2 separate regions of the Triticum aestivum genome follow, and region 2 is linked to region 1. Evidence: chromatin contacts called from public Hi-C data. All regions are on one chromosome and are shown on one strand. The core of a region is the stretch at or near the end of the contact, and the rest is flanking DNA. Distances in the headings are between cores, read along the strand shown. Region 1 has its middle 12 kb from the start of LOC123080743. Region 2 has its middle 39 kb from the start of LOC123075699.

The links. Hi-C and Micro-C count contacts between places; a contact is called where the count stands out from the background.
Region 2: a Hi-C map of leaf shows a contact between it and region 1, with 9 times the contacts expected there. The contact joins two enhancer-like sites. A contact is called at or near these places in 4 of 5 Hi-C or Micro-C datasets (leaf and an unstated tissue).

What each region holds. Positions count from the first base shown.
Region 1 is chr3D:589,653,902-589,657,616 of IWGSC CS RefSeq v2.1, forward strand. No RefSeq gene overlaps it. Among protein-coding and RNA genes, the nearest start is that of LOC123080743, 12 kb to the left of the region's middle. Within about 2 kb of position 1,735, at least 6 of the 8 cell types and tissues checked have an H3K27ac peak or open chromatin away from gene starts, as enhancers often do.
Region 2 is chr3D:589,858,400-589,862,114 of IWGSC CS RefSeq v2.1, forward strand. No RefSeq gene overlaps it. Among protein-coding and RNA genes, the nearest start is that of LOC123075699, 39 kb to the right of the region's middle. Within about 2 kb of position 1,777, at least 1 of the 8 cell types and tissues checked has an H3K27ac peak or open chromatin away from gene starts, as enhancers often do.

The DNA of each region.
Region 1 (3,715 bases), core at 485-2,984:
ATGAATTCGAAAACAAATCATAGACTTTTTATCATTCATATTGGGAGAAATGCATATTTAGGAAATAGTTGAACAATTTTGAAAACAAAGTTCACTAAATTGAAAAAAAATCATTTTTTGGGAAAAAAGAAGTTGAAGGATTTGACGAAAAAAACATCAATTTTCAAAAAAAATCAACAAATTTTAAAAAAATAATATTTTAAGAAAAGTTCATCAATTTTGAAAAACTTCATCAATATGAAAAAATGTTGATCGATTTTGAAAAGAGTACAGGGGCTCATTTATAAAATGATCTATATCGGGCGCCTGAAGTGCCAAATAGGAAACCCCTTTTTTTGTCATATCACATCTGTTCTGCCTCTAGTGCTGCTTGTCCATTTACTGCGGAGGCTTCCAGCTTGCCCCCTCAACCATCCATAGTTTGCATTTTGCACCCGCGGACATCCACATATAGCCCCTCCACAATCTAAGGTGCAAGGCTACTGATGATGCAGGTCGCCGTTAATGTATTCATATAAAAGTGTTTAGGCGGCGATGGCCTTGCGGATTGCTTAATAGTTCCAACAAATGATGAGGATCTGTTGGCGTGAGCATGCCACTAGGGGTGGATGATGGTTGTCAAGTTCAGAGTTGTGTAAGATATGATAGAGTTTCCGATGTTGATCTAGCATCGGTTTCGTATGGTTTTTGCATTGTCATGTTATGTTCTAGTGTGTTCTGGTTCAATGCTTGTAGCCTTGATCATGAAAGGATTGTAATAATCTCAGGAACTGTGCGGATAATGCTCCTTGACCTGTTTTATCAGTTTCAGATATGAAATTGGAAAAACCGGGTAGTTTTTTTAAGGGTAGGAAGTAGGGACCACATAGTTTCTAGAAGCTTCCAACCATTTTTGTAACACTTCTATAAGCTCTCAACCAGTTTATTATTTTCTTGGCATGTTTGTGTCTGCTTTTATTTCTTCGGCCATTTTTTTATTTGTTTCCTTAACATTTTTTCCATTGTACATTTCATGATTGGCTTTTTCAAATTCATGAACATTTTACAAACCATGATTTTTTTTCAAATTTCTGGCCTTTTTAAAATTTCAACAATATTTATCAAATACACTATTTTTTCCAAATTGAAATTTTGTGAACAGATTTTGGCTGAGAAACTCTATTCAAATGCGCTAACTATTTTGGAAACCATCATCGATTTTCAAATTTGCAGAATATTCAATTTCATGACAATTTTCAAAATTCACAAACTATCTAAATTTTTTCGATAATTTTAAAATAAAACCAACTTTTTCTATTTCACGAACTTATTATAATTTTGTGAAATAGTTTTTAAATTCATGAAATTCATTCAAATTTGCAAACTATTTTGAAAACCACAAACAATTTTCGAATTCACAAACTTTTTCAATCTCGTGATTTTTTTTAAAATTAGTGAGCTCTTTTTAAAAACTGAGAATTTTGTGCACTCACAAAATTTATTTGAATTAGCCGACATTTTCCAAATTTTGCGAACATATGTTTTAAATTCATGAAATTTTATCCAATTCGCAAACTTTGTCAATATTTTGTGAAAATTTAAAATTTTGACGAACATCATTTACAATGTTTTGAATACACGAAAAAGTTAATGTATAAAAAATCTGACATTTTTCCTCGTTTTTAGGGAAATCTAGTATCCTACCTGCTGGGATGAGCGAGCTGTCTAGTCCGAGCGAGCAAACAAGACACGTGGGCCTTGGCCCACTAGGGTGTGCGTGAGCGCCAACTAGTCAGTGATGATAAGATTCAGTCATAGCATGTGTGGAAGATCCATCCTATTTTCTTTATAGACTTATGCGTTCAAAGAAAAAAAGCTAAAAATCATACAGGGAACTTACTCTTGGTATCCTTTACCACATTCACTTTTCATATTTCCTTCTTTAGTTCAGATGCTAATGTCCGTTTACTGCGGAGGTTTCCAGCTTTTTTCTGGGAGCTCCCATACGATGCTTCGGCCACCCTTTCGCGGAAGTGGCGCTCATGCAGCAACACACTTGGGTCGGCCCAATGCATGCGCTCGCTCGCCCGACACGTTGGCCACTTCCTTCGCTCATTCGTTGTTGATTGGTCGCTTGGTTCACTGCTGACTAGTCCCAGTTGATCGGTCAATCGTTGACCAATGAACAATTGACTTTTGACACACAAAAAAATCTGAAATCCGCAAAAAAAATCAAAAAAACTTGAATTAAAGAATGTTCACGATTTTGTAAAAGTTTATAAAGTTCATGAGTTTGAAAAAAAACATAGATTTTTTAAAAAAATGTCATTAATATTAAAAAATACAAATTTGAGAAAAAAGTTCAACAAGTTTGAAAACAACATATACAAAATTGAAAAGAAATCATGTTTCTTGGGGGGGGGTGTGTGTGTGTGCAAGGATTTGGAAAAAGTTCATTGTTTTAAAAAAATCAACAATTTTAAAAAAGTTAATATCTCAAGAAAAGTTCATCAATATGAAAAAATGTTGATCGATTTTGAAAAGAGTACAGGGGCTCATTTATAAAGTGATCTATAACGAGCGCCTGAAGCGCCAAATAGAAAACCCCTTTTTTTTCCTCATATCACGTCTGTTCTGCCTCTAGTGCTGCTTGATGTGGTTTTGCCGAGCACAGGAGGAGAGCACAGGAGGAGAGAGAGAGAGATAACCGTGAGCCGCATCTCTCAGAAAGTGAAGAAACCGCACTCCAGTCCACATGAGCCGATGGAGATGATATGAACCAGGACCAGGATGATGCCTCGCCGATCCTCATCTACTACTTTGCACAGAGCAGACACGCTGCTAAAAGAAAAACATACAGCGTCTCTCGGTGAGACAGGTGACACCTCATGATGAGGAGAGAGCAGGAACAAGACGGCATGGGGTAGGATTATTCATTATTCCCCCCTCTCCTTTCGCCGTTGTGGTGCCACGCCTTACGTCGCCGCCTCCTCTCCGGCCATGTGCGTCGATCTCGCGGTCTCCTGCTTCCCATACAGACACTGTACGGGCCATGCACGCCTCGGTGGCTCCATCGATCTCCTTTGGGGCGGGCGGACGCAGCAGCTTTTGTCTGCCCCCGGCACGCGCCTTTCCGGTCGTCGTCGGTAACACCGATCGACAGAGATCAACTTCCCGGGATCGGCAGAAATCCTTCCTGCCTGCTCGCTCCCGGCGTCCGTGGAAAGTTCCTTCGTGCCTAGACAAGCTCTGCATGATCACTGTTCTCAGTAACCTAGATACCCATACCGGTAACCAGAGTCTGGTCACGTACACGATTGGTATGTGTGGCAACTTACCCTCCTGCCTGCGTGCACGTTTCACAGTTCACACATCTCATCTACTGGAGTACTAGTAGTAGTTAGTTATCCACCTGTCTAATATTTCTATTGCACTATATGTCGGTGTCAAAACCGGTGGATCTCGGATAGGGGGTCTCGAACTGTGCGTCTAGGATCGATGATAACAGGAGACGGGGGACACGATGTTTACCCAGATTTGGGCCCTCTTTATGGAGGTAATACTCTACTTCCTGCTTGATTGATCTTGATGAATATGAGTATTACAAGAGTAGATCTACCACGAGATCGTAATGGCAAAACCCTAGAAGTCTAGCCTGTATGACTATGCTAATGTGTGTATGCATGGATGTATGCTTTCCGGGCTAACCCCTCCGGTTTATATAGACACCGGGGGT
Region 2 (3,715 bases), core at 527-3,026, 200 kb after region 1:
TTCCGATAAATTAAAATCAGCAGGTCGTAGTATCGTTGCGGACATGTGCCTTCTTTTCCTTTGAAATGTCAATTGACCTCTCTCTTTTGATGGACCCATGATGGTTCTTCCGTAAAAGCATTGTGAAAAGATGTGCTTCGGCGGACTATCAGGGCAGTAGGGCCAGATGTGTCCGTACAATAAGGTCAGTCATCTAAATCCGGCCGCCGGGTGCGCAAACCAGGTGGTCGTGGTTGGGTAGCTCGGGGCCGTCGAGGGGAAGGGGCTGGGCGAGCGCGCGTCCGAGCTGCACAGCTGCAATGGCAGCGGCCGTGGCGGCGGCGAGGGGAAGAGTGGGGAAGAGTGGAGGGGGTGCGGCCGGAGGAACGGAGGAGGGCGGATAGAAAAAGGCGTCCCTGTGCCACCAACGGGCGGGCCAGGGGAGGATACGCGCACACGGCTCGCCCGTCCGCGTGCTGTCCGTTTCACCCCAAAAGCGGCGCAAACTTGAGCCCAGAATGGGTCGAAAGCGGACAGAAAACGGACAAAAGTCCGTTTGCGCCCGCGCGCTGGGCCGTGTCCGTTTTACCCAAACGAACAGGATAGGGTCACACGATGGAGTTGGCCTGATCTAATACGATCCTCCCTCACTCTGCACTCTCTGCTCTGCTGCTGGGTGCATTCTCTTCAACTTATCTTGGAATCTCATATGATCTCGGATTTGATTTGAGATTTGACGGACCCAAGCCATGGAAGATACGGGCGCACGCATCGAATCCCATCTACACAAACGAAGCAGCCTCGAACGGCAGACCGCATTGAAACCAACCAACCCGCGGCGAACAAGATCACACATGCAGACGTGACCTGACCTGACCGCCCATGCACGCACGCGAAACACAATGCCGACCCATGGACGCCATGCCGGCAGCTATCGCGATCCGATGAATGGATGGATCGATGCGCCGAAAAGAATCGCGATCATGACGGGTCGACGGACCCATCTTATCTCTGCTCTGAAACGGAAACGGAGGAGGAGTTGCTCTCTTCGCTTGACCAGCTGGACGGTGCCCGTCGTCGTCGGTTCTTTTCTTCTCCGGTAAGGTAGAAATGCATCAATTCAATGCATGGTAGGAGTGGTAGCTCTCGTCCTTCAATTCTGGAAGATCTGCGTGCCATGATAATACTTTGGCCGCGTGTGGATGCATATTTCAACGAGGATCTTGAAGATCGATGCAGGGCTGCTGGGCAGGACCACGTTTTTTTTTTCTTTCTAGCAAGTCATCCTTGCAAACCAGCCACGGGGGATGTGCTCGGTAGATCGCCACACAAGTTCACCACCACCTCCTCAGATTTGCCATAGTTTATCCCAAAAAAACTACTGGTACGACTACGATTCAGCTGCTGTATGGCAACGCGAACCAACCTATGGATGGATGGTTAAAAGGACAGTGATATCTTCACCCCGCCAGAGTTTAAGTCTTGGTACGTGCATTATTATTGGATTTATTTTAAAATTTCCGGCAATACACTTTCAGTGGGAGGAGACATTCCCGTCGACGACGAGGCGCCTACGGTGACTTAGTAAATCTCAAGATCTACTAGTCTGGTCAATACAGCGGTGGAATGGAACATTGTGCGCGGGAACTTACGGGACCGAGACGGGAGTCGCCGGCTGATACAAGAAAGATAGTCGGGTGGCCTCAGCTCGGATCTTCTCCATTCCTTGGCGGAGTAGAGTGAAGTGAGTGAACCATAGACCATACCACGGCACGCATGCACATGGGACAAGAAGATGGAGACTTGTGCTGACATCTCGAGTAGGATCTGATTGTTGGACTTGGGCGACCTGTGGGGCATTCATGGCCTAACGTCAAAATTAGTACTACGGGAGAAACCGTGGCGGATCCAATCGGGTTGCCGAAATTGTGATTTTTTTTACCCAGTAGTTTTTTTTTTGAGTGGTACCTATTAGTAAAAACTCTAAAACAAAGCAGCCCATTGGTCCATCTTCAGAGACTGAGGCTGGAAATAGCCGCAAGAGCTATGTCTCGCATTAAGCAGAACGGACGGTAGCACCTCTCACTGAAGGATCTTTTCATCTCCTATAGCAACTGGGCCGGCCCACTCAATAAAAGAAAAGATGAAGAAAAAGCGAGCAGAACCGGGGTCCTAACCTAGGTCACCTAGATGCAAGCTAGCGACAGTAGCCACAACCACTGTGTCTGGTTCGTGATTAAATGCAGGGCACGACCTCCTTTAACGTAAAGGAGCAGATTTTCCCCATCATTTTTCCCAGTTTTCTCTGGTTTTTATTTTATTTTATTCGTTTTCTTTTGTTCGTTTCCTTTTTCTTCTCCCTTTTTAATTCTTTTTTCATTTGATTCTTCGATTTTTATTTTCCATTTTTCATCTTAATTTGGTTTATTATGTGTTTTTTGTTTTATTTTTTTCGCTTTCTTTGTTTCTTTTGGTTTTGATTCTACATTTTCCCCATATGGCCATAACATTTTTCTAATACAGGTTTAACATTTTTAAAACATATTATATTTTAATATATAGTCAACAATGTTTCTATACACATTTTGAAACATTTTTCAAATGCTTGATTAACATTTTTTCTTATACAACATTAACATTTTTCGAATACATGGTCAACACTTTTATATACATTTTTTAAATACTTGATAAAAGGTTTTAGTTTTCTTAAAAAAATTTAATATATGGCCAACCTTTTTTCTATATAGATTTAACATTTTTCAAATGCTTGATTAATATTATTCAAATACTTGTTCAATTTTTTTCTTAAATGCTTGATTAACATTTTTTATATACATGATCAAATGTTTTCACCATTTTTTAAATACATGGTCAATATTTTTTCTATACACATTTAACATTTCCCAAATGCTTGAGTAACGTTTTTCAAATACTTGTTCAACATATTTTTTTCAAATTCTTGGTTAACATTTTTATATACATAATAAAAAATTCATCATTTTTTAATACGTGATCAACAATTTTCCTATACACATTCAACATTTTCTGAATGCTTGATGAACCTTGATTATCATTTTTTAAATACTAGTTCAACATTTTTCAAATACTTGTTTAAAATTTTAAAAACGCTTGATTAATATTTTTAAATTGTTCAACATTTTTAAAATGTTTTTATAGGGTGTTTTGTAATACACACACACACACACACACACACACACACACACACACACATATATATAAGAGAGAGAATTTTAAACAAAATTAAAAAATAAATCAAAAAAAGAAAACAGAAAACATTTAAGAAACAGAAAAGGAGCCTTTTTTAAGTCTGCATGCTTAAGTAGCCGCATATATAGCTAGAACTGTTCAATTGTTCAAATGCATCTGTAGTTCTAATCCAATTAAGTTCAAATATCAAACTCCAACATTGTTGTCATCTTTGACCGTCCACAGATACAAATCTTTATTCAGTTGATCGTGAGTTGCTCGACGCCGAGTTTTTTGATGCATTTGGACAAACTCTTCAAATGTGACCGGATTCTAGTCAGAAACTTCGATAGGATCACCCATGTTCTCAAATTCAAGACCTACGACAACATGATCATCCTCATCCTTCACAATAATATTGCCTTTGTAAAAATATTGCGCACTACTTACATTTCCAATGCATGCAATGAAGAGATCTGAGCAAACGTGGCCACCCTCTTCCTTCCTTGCAAACCAGCCACGGGGGATG